Linked DNA regions of Mus musculus: region 1 is linked to region 2. A link is a contact called in public ChIA-PET data. All regions are on one chromosome and are shown on one strand. Each heading gives the region's core, a stretch centred on a gene start, on an enhancer-like site or on the middle of the called end of the contact. The rest is flanking DNA. Distances are from core to core; before and after follow the strand shown. Region 1 has its middle 79 kb from the start of Serpinb6e. Region 2 holds the start of Gm6093 (predicted gene 6093).

Evidence for each region. ChIA-PET counts read pairs in DNA pulled down with a chosen protein or histone mark.
Region 1: an SMC1A ChIA-PET map of the G1E-ER4 cell line shows a contact between it and region 2, with 11 read pairs. The contact joins two enhancer-like sites. A contact is called at or near these places in 4 of 15 datasets of contacts at CTCF or cohesin (the G1E-ER4 cell line, embryonic stem cells, large pre-B cells and 1 more), 2 of 484 Hi-C or Micro-C datasets (the C2C12 cell line and the G1E-ER4 cell line), 12 of 115 datasets of contacts at active chromatin or transcription factors (the 230-238 cell line, embryonic stem cells, large pre-B cells and 2 more) and 1 of 9 other capture datasets (embryonic stem cells).

What each region holds. Positions count from the first base shown.
Region 1 is chr13:33,760,686-33,767,409 of GRCm38.p6, reverse strand. It overlaps the pseudogene Vmn2r-ps94. Among named protein-coding and RNA genes, the nearest start is that of Serpinb6e, 79 kb to the left of the region's middle. Within about 2 kb of position 4,414, at least 67 of the 459 cell types and tissues checked have an H3K27ac peak or open chromatin away from gene starts, as enhancers often do. A contact at or near this core is called in the G1E-ER4 cell line, where this site is marked.
Region 2 is chr13:33,569,100-33,575,855 of GRCm38.p6, reverse strand. It overlaps Gm6093 (predicted gene 6093), which reads left to right and starts at 6,539. Exons shown (of 3, transcript NR_131141.1): 1 at 6,539-6,734. Within about 2 kb of position 3,560, at least 3 of the 459 cell types and tissues checked have an H3K27ac peak or open chromatin away from gene starts, as enhancers often do. A contact at or near this core is called in the G1E-ER4 cell line, where this site is marked.

The DNA of each region.
Region 1 (6,724 bases), core at 3,165-5,664, 190 kb before region 2:
AATGTGGATCTATCATCAAGAACCTTCATACATTCTCTGATAGCTGATTAATCTGAATTACTCTGTCTTACACTATCAGATACTATCATGGCAACAATACATACTTCTTTCCTAGTTCTCACACCTAGCCCTCACCTGAGGTATTTTGTAGAGTTTTAGCAGGGTTGCAATGTGAGCAGATGTTGCCCATAATGTTCCTGTAAGTGCAGCAGGTGACTTTCTCTTCTGTCCACAGTCATAGTTAGGTAGGGGTGTTTTCTTCCTTGTTAGCCAAACCAAGGCACCAAAAAGAATACTTTTTTTCAGTAAATACAACATTATAGAGAACAAACCCCAGAGTTGTGTTGGGTAGAAGATGAGGGTTTTTGTTGATCTCCTCAATGGCAAATACCAGGGCCAAAACAAACTGGTAGTTCTTAAACTTATACCTGCACAGATTTACAAAGAAGGAAGACACAGACCATATAACCTTTATGTTTAGTGGAAAATGTTTATAATTTAAATGCTAGTGTTTCTATAAAATCCATATTTTAACATCTTCTCATAAATGGCTGGAACTAGAATTGGCATTTTAATTGGATAAGATTAAGTTTCTACAATACCAACACTCATTAAGTTTAGTCTTTGGAACTGTAATTTATTATTATATTTATTTACTGATTTTTTAATATGTGGAAAAAGTTTATAAGTCAATGAATTTGGGATTAGTTTACAACAAAATATCAGAATTTTGCTGTCTGGATCTTCTGTCAGTCTCTGTGCTTATAAAAGATCACTGTATCTTGATCAAATCACCCAGTTTACTGGGACACTATATTATTTAAGGAATAGTACAAAGTTAGGTCAAAGAATATACTGCCACATTTGTCATTTCTGTGATTTTTGAAAAAAATATGGTAGCCTTTTATAAACAATGTAGACTAGACTATCCTTGAACTCATGAGGATCTTCTGCCTATGCCTCTCAATTTCCGTTATTAATTTATATGAAACTACACCCAAATCTATTTCTCCTTCATGGGTTTTTGAAATGTGTATTTCATTTACGTGGATGTGAGTCTCTGTGTTCATGAGGATCAATAACTTTGATGGTAAGTATGATAAGGAATTTATGTGTTGATCCAAACTTTCCATATTACTTCACATAGTATCTTTTAATCATTTAATTATTGCCTGCCTGCCTTATTCTACTGACTGAAATGGAGTCTGACTATGTAGCCCTGGCTGTACTGAGACACACTCTGTAAGGCAACCAGGCTTTGAAATCACTAAGCTTCTTTCTCCCCCTTCCTCCTTCCTTCCTTCCTTCCTTCCTTCCTTCCTTCCTTCCTTCCTTCCTTCCTTCCTTCCTTCCTTCCTCTTTCTCTCTTTCTTTCTTTTTCTTTTTTCCCGTCATTTTTATTAAATGTTTTCTTCATTTACATTTCAAATGCTTTCCCTAAAGTCCCTTATACCCCCCCTACTCCCCTACCCACCCACTCCCACTTCTTGGCCCTGGTGTTCCCCTATACTGGGGCATATAAAGTTTGCTAGACCAAGGGGCCTCTCTTCCCAATGATGGACGACTAGGCCATCTTCTGCTACATATGCAGCTAGAGACACGAGCTCTGGGGGTACTGATTAGTTCATATTCTTGTTCCACCTATAGGGTTGTGGACCCCTTCAGCTCTTGGGTACTTTCTCTAGCTCCTATATTGGGGGCCCTGTGTTCCATCCTATAGATGACTGTGAGCATCCACTTCTGTATTTGCCGGCACTGGCAAAGCCTCACAGGAGACAGCTATATCAGGGTCCCTTCAGCAAAATCTTGCTGGCATATGCAATAGTGTCTGCGTTTGGAAGCTGATTATGTGATGGATGCCCGGGTGGGGCAGTCTCTGGACGGTCCATCCTTACGTCTTAGCTCCAAACTTTGTCTCTGCAACTCCTTCCATGGATATTTTATGCCATATTCTATAAAATACATGGGAGGAATGAAATACCCACGCATTGGTCTTCCTTCTTGATTTTCTTGTGTTTTGGACGTTGTATCTTGGGTGTTCTATGTTTCTGGGCTAATATCCACTTATCAGTGAGTGCATATCTAATGACTTCTTTTGTGATTGGGTTACCTCACTAAGGATGATATCCTCCAGATACATCCATTTGTCCAAGAATTTCATAAATTCATTGTTTTTAATAGCTGAGTAGTACTGCATTGTGTAAATGTACCACCTTTTCTGTATCTGTTCTTCTGTTGAGGGACATTAGGGTTCTTTCCAGCTTCTGGATATTATAAATAAGGCTGCTATGAACATAGTGGAGCATGTGTCCTTATTACCAGTTGGAACATCTTCTGGGTATATGCCCAGGAGACGTATTGCTGGATCTAGTAGTAGTACTATGTCCAGTTTTCTGAGGAACCGCCAGACTGATTTCCAGAGTGGTTGTACAAGCTTGCAATCCCACCAACAATGGAGGAGTGTTCCTCTTTCTCCACATCCTCGCCAGCATCTGATGTCACCTGAATTTTTGATCCTAGCCATTCTGACTGGTGTGAATGGAATCTCAGGGTTGTTTTGATTTGCATTTCCCTGATGATTAAGAATGTTGAACATTTTTTCAAGTGCTTCTCAGCCCTCTGGTATTTCTCAGTTGAGAATTCTTTGTTTAGCTCTGCACCCCATTTTTAATGGGGTTATTTGAATTTCTGGAGTCCAGCTTCTTGAGGTCTTTGTATATATTGAATATTAGTCCCCTATCAGATTTAGGATTGGTAAAAATTCTTTCCCAATCTGTTGGTGGCCTTTTTATCTTATTGACAGTATCTTTTGCCCTACAGAAGCTTTGCAATTTTATGAGGTCCCATCTGTTGATTCTTGATCTTACAGCTCAAGCCATTGCTGTTTTGTTCAGGAAATTTTTCCCTGTGCCCATATCTTCAAGGGTTTCCCCCACTTTCTCTTCTATAAGTTTCATTGTCTCTGGTTTTATGTGGAGTTCTTTGATCCACTTAGACTTGAGCTTTGTACAAGGTGATAAGAATGGATTAATTCACATTTTTCTACATGATTATCACCAGTTGTGCCAGCACCGTTTGTTGAAAATGCTGTCTTTTTTCCACTTGTCAAAGATCAAGTGACCATAGGTATTTTTAGATTGTCCAATTCCCTGTAAATGAGTAAAAGAGGCCTTTACCGGCCAGGCACCAGTCCAGGCACTTTGTGAAATCATAGTGGAATCTGCACCTGGGTCTAAAAGGCCCTCAAAGCTCTTGCCGTTTATCTTAAGGCAGAGTGTCGGGTGGTCTTTGGTAATTGCTTGAACCCAATAAAGGTCTGATGACCCTGGCTGCGAGGAGCCATGACATGTGCCCTTTGCTGGATAGGAAGTGTCTAAGGGTAGAGGCAAGGCTTGTGCTAAACGTTGCCCTTTGAATATAGATATTGGTTCTTGAGAGGCACTAACTAAAATTTTAATTTCTCCAGTGTAGTCATTATCTACTAATGAGGGATGGACAGTAAGTCCTTTTAAACTGGCAGAAGCACACCCTAATATTAGAAAATAAGTATTGGCCCATAGACCCCCTCAGGGAGGACGTAAACGTCATCCTTGGGTGTTAAAACTGTGTAGGCGGCAGAACACAAGTCCAATCATGCCCTACCTGTAGTGGCTCTGGAGAGACCAGTGGCTGATTTGTGGCTGGCTGTACCCCGTGGTCGGAAGAAAGGGGATGGTTTTGGGGACTCGGGGCTGTCCCCCATATCCATTTCCCTGAACAGGAGGCAGGGGATTCCCAGAAGCATCTGTGTGAGCTTGGCAGGTGTTTACCCAATGTTTGCCGTTTTTTGCAGCGTGGACAAAGAAACTTGGGCCGTGTAGGCCAAAAAGAATGGTCAGTAGTTTGCGCTGGAGCACCATTAAGGAAAGGCACAGTGGGACACTGTCGTGTGAAGTGTCCAGGCTGGCCACACTTAAAACAACTTTTCTGGGGGGCCGGCTTGCTGAAGAGCCACGCCTATTGCCATAACAGGCTGAAGAGCCGCACCAATTGCAAGATTGACTGCCTGGGACATCTTGTGAGTGAACATATCAACATCACAACAAAGATGAATCATCTCATTAAGATCCTTGTCCCTAATCTTACAGTGCAAGACTGCCTTACATGCCGAATTAGCATTCTCAAAAGCCAGTTGTTTTACAAGTTTATTGTCTGCATCCTCATGACCCAAGGTCCTCTCTGCCGTCTCAAGCAAATGACTCACAAATTCACTATAGTCCTCCTGGGCTCCTTGAATAATTTTAGTTAAAGGGAGTAATAACGGATTCTTTCATAGGAATAGCGCGCCAAGCTCCCAGAGCCAAAAGACCCACTGGGAAATGTTTCTGCCTGGCCTCTGCCGCATATTTTCCCTGACCAGAAAGCTTTTCAAAGGTCCAGCCAGTAGATGGCACTCGAGGGTTTTTCTGATTAGCCATTGCAATGGTCTGGCACTAATCTAGGAAATCTGCTTTCCATGAGAGAAATTGCCTGAGAGAGTCAACACAGTTTGGATCACTTTGATCCACTCACTAGGGAGCATATATCCACCTCCTGGGAGAGCCTCTAGGAGCGAAAGTGAGTAAGGGGCAGACGGGCCATAAGTTCTAACCGCAGAGTTAAGCTCTTTTAAGTCCTTGAAACGTAGTCTGTGGAACTCTGTTGGATAGGGACAGATACTTGCTCTTCTGGCTCAAGTTATACTTTGTTATCACTCTCAAAATCTTCCCTGCCCTCGCTGTTAGTGTCCTCAGAGAGATCTGCCTGGGGCGCTTCTAAAGGCCCAATTTCTGCAGAAGCAGATTCGGCATGGGTGACTGGGGGGCTGTTCCTCCCCTGTAGAAGTGGGCAGGTCACAGCTAGCAGCTCTCCTGGAGCGAGTGATTACTGGGAAAGCCAATGTTTTGGTTTTTACGGCTCGCGGAGCTTTTTTTTTTTTTTTTTTTTTTACGCTGCCTGAAGAAGCTGCGGCTGGAGGAGGATCCTTATAATTATTTGGGTTTTAGACTTACTGATCAAACTGGTTTTCCCTAGAAGATAGTTATTTACAGAGACAACTTAAAGACTTTCTCTTATTTCTGATTAATAAATATATAAATTATACACATGTGACTATAATAACCTTTCAAACATTCTAGTTACAATCTCTCTTCAAGAGAAACAATTGAAAGTGTAATTAGTCACTGTCCATGTTATATTAAAACCGACTATAACAGTCCAGTATTTAAGTGGTTTTGTCAAAAATTTTTTAATTCTCAAAGACAAGGTATTATAAAACTTTAAAACTCTATCTTCTTTTAAAGAATTTTGGAGTGAGGCAAGCTCTGTAGAAAGGCGGGCATACTGCTGCTGGAGCTCTAGATCTTCTTGTAATCCTGCTACCTGAGACTCTAGGTTGTCTTTAGTATCAATGAGAGTAGGAACCTGCAGAGCCTGGGGCCACAGCATAGGAGCACAGATCAGTGGCAAATAGAGCAGAGGGTTGCAAGGAGGGACTGAAGCTCACAGCAGTCGCTTGGGTTTATGGGGCAGACTACCTCTTCCTCTAAAGTGTCTGAGTCTCCAGAAATTAAAGGGCCTTCAGCCAAAGATTTTTTTTAAAGACTGGATTGATCAGTGGCGGATTGGCAGGCAAAGTGCTTACCCTGACATGCAGTTAAAGAGCAGCCTGTGGGACTTCAGGCCTGTCTGCAGTATTTGGAGGCTTTTTAGTAGGGAGGGAGCCCTCTGAAGCTTCCTGAGACAAGGGACAGAGGCAATATTCTGCCACTGACAAAAGCTGCTGTTTCTCTGGATCATCAACTGCATTTTCTATCAAATCATGGATTAGACTCCAACAAGTAAATACATTCCCAGGGACAGCATCGGGTGGGCCCTGCTTTGCCAAAATTTCATTTAATTCTCTACCTACTCTTCTCCATTTATTTTCTTTCTTTTTTTTTTTTAGTGATTTTTTAAACATCATTTAAATTTTTTTTAATTAGGTATTTTTCTCATTTACATTTCCAATGCTATCCCAAAAGTCCCCCATACCCTCCCCCCACCCCCCTACCTACCCACTCCCACTTTTTGGCCCTGGCGTTCCCCTGTACTGGGGCATATAAAGTTTGCCTGTCCAGTGGGCCTCTCTTTCCAGTGATGGCCGACTAGGCCATCTTTTGATACATATACAGCTAGAGTCAAGAGCTCCGGGGTACTGGTTAGTTCATAATGTTGTTCCACCTATAGGGTTGCAGACCCCTTTAGCTCCTTGGGTATTTTCTCTAGCTCCTCCATTGGGGGTCCTGTGATCCATCCAATAGCTGACTGTGAGCATCCACTTATGTGTTTGCTAGGCCCCAGCATAGTCTCACTAGAGACAGCTATATCAGGGTCCTATCCGCACAGTCTTGCTAGTGTATGCAATGGTGTCAGTGTTTGGAGGCTGATTATGGGGTGGATCCCTGGATATGGCAGTCTCTAGATGGTCCATCCTTTTGTCTCAGCCCCAAACTTTGTCTCTGTAACTCCTTCCATGGGTGTTTTGTTCCCAATTCTAAGAAGGGGCAAAGTGTCCACACTTTGGTCTTCGTTCTTTTTGAGTTTCATGTGTTTTGCAAATTGTAACTTATATCTTGGGTATTCTAAGTTTCTGGGCTAATATCCACTTATCGGTGAGTACATATCATTTGAGTTCTTTTGTGATTGGGTTACCTCACTTGGGATA
Region 2 (6,756 bases), core at 2,311-4,810:
TCCAGATGGAAAAAAAAAAAAGAAGAAGAAGATGTGCCTGGTAAGGGCTTAGGAAAAAATAAAAATTGTATCACTGAAACAAAAAATGAATGCCTAGGTCTTGAACATTTTTCCTAGGGGCTTTTGACTCTCCTGTGGCCAATGCTTATAAGATCACTTGGTTGTCAGATGATCCAATCTGCGTCTCTCAATTGTCTTTCCTTAAGAAAACCTTGATGCTGCCCAACAGCTGGTACAGAAGCTTGAGGCAAGCCATCTAATATCCAGCAGTTCTCCATGGAATACTCCTATATTTGAGTATTGATCTCTGAGAAGTTAATAAATCCATGATGATGATGGGGGGGGCCCTACAGCCTAGACTTCCCTCACCTTCAGCCATACTTTAAGGATATTATAAGATTGTAATTGATTTAAAAGTTTGTTTCTTTACAATTCCTTTACATCCTGATGATCAAAACCACTTTGCCTTTAGCCTCCTCTCATTTAGTTTTTGTGAGCCAATGCAACACTTTCAATCGTGGGTGCTTTCCCAGGCGATGGCCAATAGCCCTACTCTTTGTCAGTCCTTTGTTGCTTCTGCCATAAAAGAAGTTAGGCTTTCTTGGCTTGACATGTATATGATTCTTTATATGGATGATATATTTTTGGCAGGAAATTCAGATACAGAAGTTCTCTCTTGCTATAAAGAGCTTCAGAAGGCCCTTTTAAATAGTGGATTACAAATAGCTCCTGATAAAATTCAACTCCACGACCCTTATACTTATTTGGGTTTTAAATTACTGGGTGATAACATGTGGTCACAAGAAATTGCCAAAATACATGTGTCTTAGATTTACTTACTGCAGATAAGGAAGACATTTGCTTAGACTTACGTGAAAAATGCTGTTTCTGTGCCAATATGTCTGGGATTGTGTACAACAGAATTCAAAAGCATCAACAAGAATTAGAGAAGAGGCATCAAGAACTCTTCAACAACCCATGTGGAGTGCCTGGGATGGAATTCTGCCCTACCTTCTCCCCTTTCTTGGCCCAGTGCTTGGCTTATTAATTTTACTATCGCTAGACCTGTTCTCTTTAATAAATTTATGGCCTTTATTAAGGAACATATAGATGCAAATAAAGCTCAACCCTTACAAATTCACTACCACTAGCTAGAGATTGCAGATATGAAAGATGGTTATGTTGACATCTTGCCTAATGACACTTAAGTTGGCCACTTCCAGCTTGGCTGCACCTTCTCCAGTATAATGGACTGGCAGCTAGTGACAAGCAATGGAGAGAGGATGCCATCCTTATATAAATGACAACCTAAGACAGGGGGACCCTGAAAGGTGGTGGGATCTCTTATATTATGGGTAAGACCATTCTTGCATGGCTGTTCTTACAACCTAAGGCAGGCACAGGCCAGTTGGAATCTCAAGGATCTGGCTGATTTAGACATTGCCATCTCACATATGCCTTGTTTCTATAAACTAATAAAGGGGGTTCTGTTGGGGCCAAAAAGCCTTTGGCATCTAAATCTCCATCTTGTCCCTGGGCCATTACTTACTTTACAATTACCATTTCTAACTTCTCCCTTAAGAGATTTGTTTTTCTGTTCCCTGAGAATAGTTAACACATCTTGTAGTTGGAATCTTCCAGCCTTAAGACCTTGTGGTTAGAACCTTCCTTAAGACATCTTGTGGTTAGAACTTTCCTTTTACTCAACTGGTTGTTTAGCACTTTCTATTTACCCAGTCATGTACTTTAGCAATTGATTCCACTTTGTAATTGTGGTTTGCAGCTTTATAAGTTGAGTGTTTTTTTGGAAATAAATGAGGCTTAAACAGATCTCTGTTTTGTCTCCTTCCTTTGTGTCTCTTGTTCCATCCGTTCTCACTCCCTCTCTCAAGACACTTGTTGTTTACTCATGCAGGTTGGGACAACTAAGAAATGACCCAACAAACATTCCATAGTGTGGGACATTGGGCTATTCAAAGACAGGCTGGTCTCTAGTCGAGCTGAGTTGTGGAACCCTGGGTCCCGGTGGTAATAATTCACCTATATGGGATGGTAGGAGTTCCCTCATGTCTCCTGGAACTCTGGCTCCTGTCAAAGTTACCCACCCTCCACAGCCCCACAGGAGATGCATTGCTAGTAGTCATGTAGACAATGTCCCAAGCTTCTGACCTTCAAGCTAAACTCCTCCCCAGTTACCTAGCAACAGTAAAGATAACAGCACACCATAAGAGGTGTTGCTTGGCCCCACCTGGCTTTCTTACTCTCCTCTCCTCTCCTCTCCTCTCCTCTCCTCTCCTCTCCTCTCCTCTCCTCTCCTCCCCTCCCCTCCCCTGCCCTACCCCTCCTCTCCTCTGCCCTACCCCTCCCTTCCCCTCCCTTCCCCTCCCCTCCTCTCCTCATCCTCTTACTCTCTTACATTTCCTCCCTCTTACTCTCTCTTTCTTACTTTCTAACATTTCTTCTCTCTCTCCTTTTCCCCTTTCTCCTTTTGGCCATGGCTTGTCTCTCTCTTTTAGCTTTTCTCTTCTCCCCCAGTCTTTCTACAATAAAGCTCTAAAACCATAGACTGTCTCTGTTCATCAAAGCCCACTGTGCTTGGATGATTGGATAGGCTTTCCTCTAATGAGCCATTTCTAATCTCTTGATGGAAGGCCTTCCTGTGCTCCAGTCAAGGCCCTAACTAAGGACTCTTGCCTTCATGGGAACCTCTCTCCTTCTGCCCTCTCTTCCATAACCCCGGGACTACAGGGTGTCAACCCAGGGCCCCAGGTTGGGAGCTGCCCCTTGTCCAACCCCCCGTCAAGTGGGGTCAGTGGCTTAGGTTCCCACCTGCGGCTGAGTGGGAAGTGTCTGGCAGCCCTCCCTCATCTGCCTGCCCACAGCACAGGAGGAACTCTGGATGCACAGGGGCTATCCTCCCTCCCCTATCTTTCCCCTGCCCCACTTAGTGCTCACATTATAGCTAGCATAGACAGGCAATTCTTCCTTCCTTCCTTCCTTCCTTCCTTCCTTCCTTCCTCTTTCTTTCTTTCTTTCTTTCTTTCTTTCTTTCTTTCTTTCTTTCTTTCTTTCTTTCTCTCCTTTCTCTTTCTTTCTTTGCCTGCCTTTCTCTCTTTCTTTTTCTCTTCCTTCATTCCTCTCTCTCTCTCTCTCTCTCTCTCTCTCTCTCTCTCTCTTTCTGCCTCTGTCTGTCTCTTTCTTTTTTTCTTCCTTTCTCTAAAATGCAGGGAGTATTTGGTGATAATTACCATCAGGTATTCCAGGTAGCATTACATGTGTGATGAATACTACCTTATAAACATTTGGAAAAACGGGAGCTCTAACAAAAGATAACAACTAATTCTCTGACTTGTCAGAAAAATCAACTCCAATATTTTGGGCCAAATACAAAGAAAACCTTATTAAATAGTCAATACTGAGTAAAAGACAGACTTTGTTCAGAAAAGTTTTCCAGACTTTCCCACCTGAGAATGACCACCAGCCATGTGTTGCATGAGCTAAAAAGAACAAACATACAGGCCAATGTACTTTCCCCTGAGGTGTTGTCATTTCCCAAGAACTACAATTCCCATCATCCCATGAAGTTTCCTGGTTCCTTCACTGGTGGACTTACCAGTTAATTCCATTCTGTTGTTCAAGTTTATTGTGTTTTGGCTCCATGTTTAGGTGTCAAAAGCTGACCCCAAAATATCCTCTCTTATAGGGACAATGAGATAACCCACATTTCATGTCCCCAGGTTTATTTTTCTATTAGGAACATAATAAGCAGGACAGTGGTTGTGCATGCATTTAATCCCAACATTCATTAGGTAGGAAGACAGGGAAACATCTGATTTCAAGGCTAGCCTGGTCTACAAGTGGAGCTCCAGAATAGCCAAAGATGTACAGAAAAGTCCTGTCTCCAAAACCTAAAAAACAAACAAACAAAAAAGTATAAATCAAAGTATATTTTAAATATATTGATGGAAATATTAGGCTGTAGGTTAAAACAACCAGTAAAAGTTCTGTTATAGGATTCAGTTTCTATTTGGGATATTCTTTGTTTGGGGTTAAAAAATATCAAGTGAATTGTGGTAATAAATTTCCTGTGATAGACAGGTGACCAACCTCTCAGTAGTAGATCATTCATAATGTCAGGGTAAGGACTGGAGTCCCAATATTTGAGAATGTCTCTTATCATAAAGGCCTGAGTATAGCATATTCCATCTTCTACAGAAGGATTTAGCTGAATATTAATATTCCTGATGAGGTTGCCTCTTGGGAACTATCTCTTTTTAGGATCTTTTACTTATTTGTATTTGATGATTTCATACTTAGAAGTCACAACTTTTGACAAATCAGGTCTGGTCATCCTTCTTCAATAGATCAATTAAAAGAGCCAAATTAAAAGTGGAAAGCAAAACACGGAGATTTTTCAGTGTGGTCACATTGAGAAGAGGGACAAAGGGATCTGCCAATCCCTCCAATACATGTTTGGTGGTCCTGACAGGAGATAAAAGTCTGGGTCAAGGTGGGATCATGCACACCAGAGATGTTGTAAGAATCCAGGGAACCTTAGCTTACCAGGGACACCCTAAGTGAACTATGTGGAGCCAGAAACAATGCAAAAAGCAAGAGGAATTTATTGTTCCAGTGCACTGAGGTCATCTCAGCCCTGAAGGAGAGGCTGCGAACACCAGCACCAGTTCAGCAAGTTTTTTTTTGTATGGTTTCCAGGGGACAAACAGAGCATCAACAACTAGGCACAATATGATTGGCAGAACACTGCACCCTTTAAAATGATTGGTCTTTAGGGAATGAGGTGACAAGGACTTCCCTTGTCCGAAGGTAACAGTCAGTCCTGTGGAATGTTTCCCCACCCACAGGTTGGTTCCCACCCTGTGGTCTGAGAAATGCTAATGAGCCTCTCACTTCTGGAGGAGCAGGTGTTTTGTGAACTTCACAAAGTTCCTGAATTGACCTTTTCATTGTCACTGTTTTCTGGTCTTTAGTCTCTTCCTATAAGGTGGTCTGACAAGTTGTTAAGATTATGTGAAATCTTTCTCAGGGAGAAAATTTCCCCTTCTGGCTAGTGCTCTCTCATTCTATTATAGGTTTCTGGAGAAAATTCCCACACTGTTAGTGTCCCTTGTTTTAATTCTCTGATAGCCATATAGGTCAGACACATGGGACGTACTTGGTTCTATAATAATAGACACTCCCCGCTCATAAAATTATGTGTTTCTACATACAACTCACGAATCGAATGTAAGTTTGATATCACTAGTTTCTAATCTTCTCAAGGCAGTATTCAAAAAATAATTATTGTGTATGGTGGCACTCACCTTTAATCCCAGGTAGAGTCAGGAGACTCTCTGTGAGTTCAAGGCCAGCCTGGTATACACAGTGAGTTCCAGGTTAGCCATGGCTACACAGAGAAACCATGTATCTGGCAGGGGAAAAGGAAGGGGATTGGGGAGTGGAAGACTAGTGAAGCTAAGGGCACAGAGCTCAGGTTTAATTGAACTGATAATCCAAATGACAGACAGGGAGACTCATCAGCAATGCTTCATTCATTATATGCAGCTTTGTTGTTTGTTTTTAACATTCTGAGGACTTACCCCAAGCTGAGGAGGCCTTGATGCAGGTTAAGCTGAAATTTCTGGTTCAAAGACTAAAAAGGAATTTTCAGGCTGGGTTCTATAATAAACACATCTTAATGTAGGCATGACAGTTAAAAGAGAAAAGGCTACTCAAGGAAAATTCTAAGATAAAGAAAAAGATGCCAGATCAGAGGACAAGATGTGGAGAGAACTATTTTAGAATTCATCTTTACTTCTGTCCTAAACTCTAAAAATTGTAAATGTTTTAGCATTTAACTTAATTCAAATGTTGTTACAAAAACAAGCTTTTTATTATTCCTAGTTATCACTTTTACCAGGTTTTACAGAGTTTTTTACATTTTAACTAAAACAGGATACCTGTTTGTGAGTCTAAACCTTTTTATTGACTAGAACTTTATTTAGTGTGTAAGACAGGCAGGTATGGAGGGAGTAATTGTTTTGATGGCAGGTAACATCTGTATCCATATCTCCACTTTTCAGTCTTGCTTACCCAAGTGGATACTGGTGTTGTAGAATCCAAAACAAATTCAAGACAACCTACCACTTCCCCCTCTGAAGAAAATTTCAGAAATGTAGTAGTCAAAATGACTATGCAGCTGCCATAACAAGATAGCAGTTCCCAGAAAAATTCTCCTACCCTGTCCAACACTGAATTCTGAGAAAAACCACAAACATCCTGATCTTGCTAGAAATCCCTCTGATGTTAATAGCTGTGATGTTATAGCTGACCCATAAGTACAAAATGTACTGCTGCTTTGCTGATAACCCACCGTAAGGGTAGGCAGAGTGAGTCACCAGGCCAAAGATAGTCACTATGCAAACCAACCAATGCCTGAAAGGGTTACTTGCTATACAAATGAGAATAATCCAGCTAGCCCTGTTGCCTAAGTCTGCCCCCCCAAGGTATAAAATGTGTGTTCTTTCTGTTCAGGGTCTCTCCTCTTGCCTGTATGCTGAGAGGGTTCACCAAAGCATTGGATCAATAAAAATCCTCTTGCAGATTGAAGCAATGGCGTTCTCTGTGGTCTTTGTGAGTGAAGGTTTTTGATGGACTCCAACATTTGGTGCATTGGCCGGGAAGACCTTTCTCAAGGGGTCGCAGACACTGTATCAGAGGGATGCTCAAGCAAGGTAAAGTGGGATCTCTGTCTGT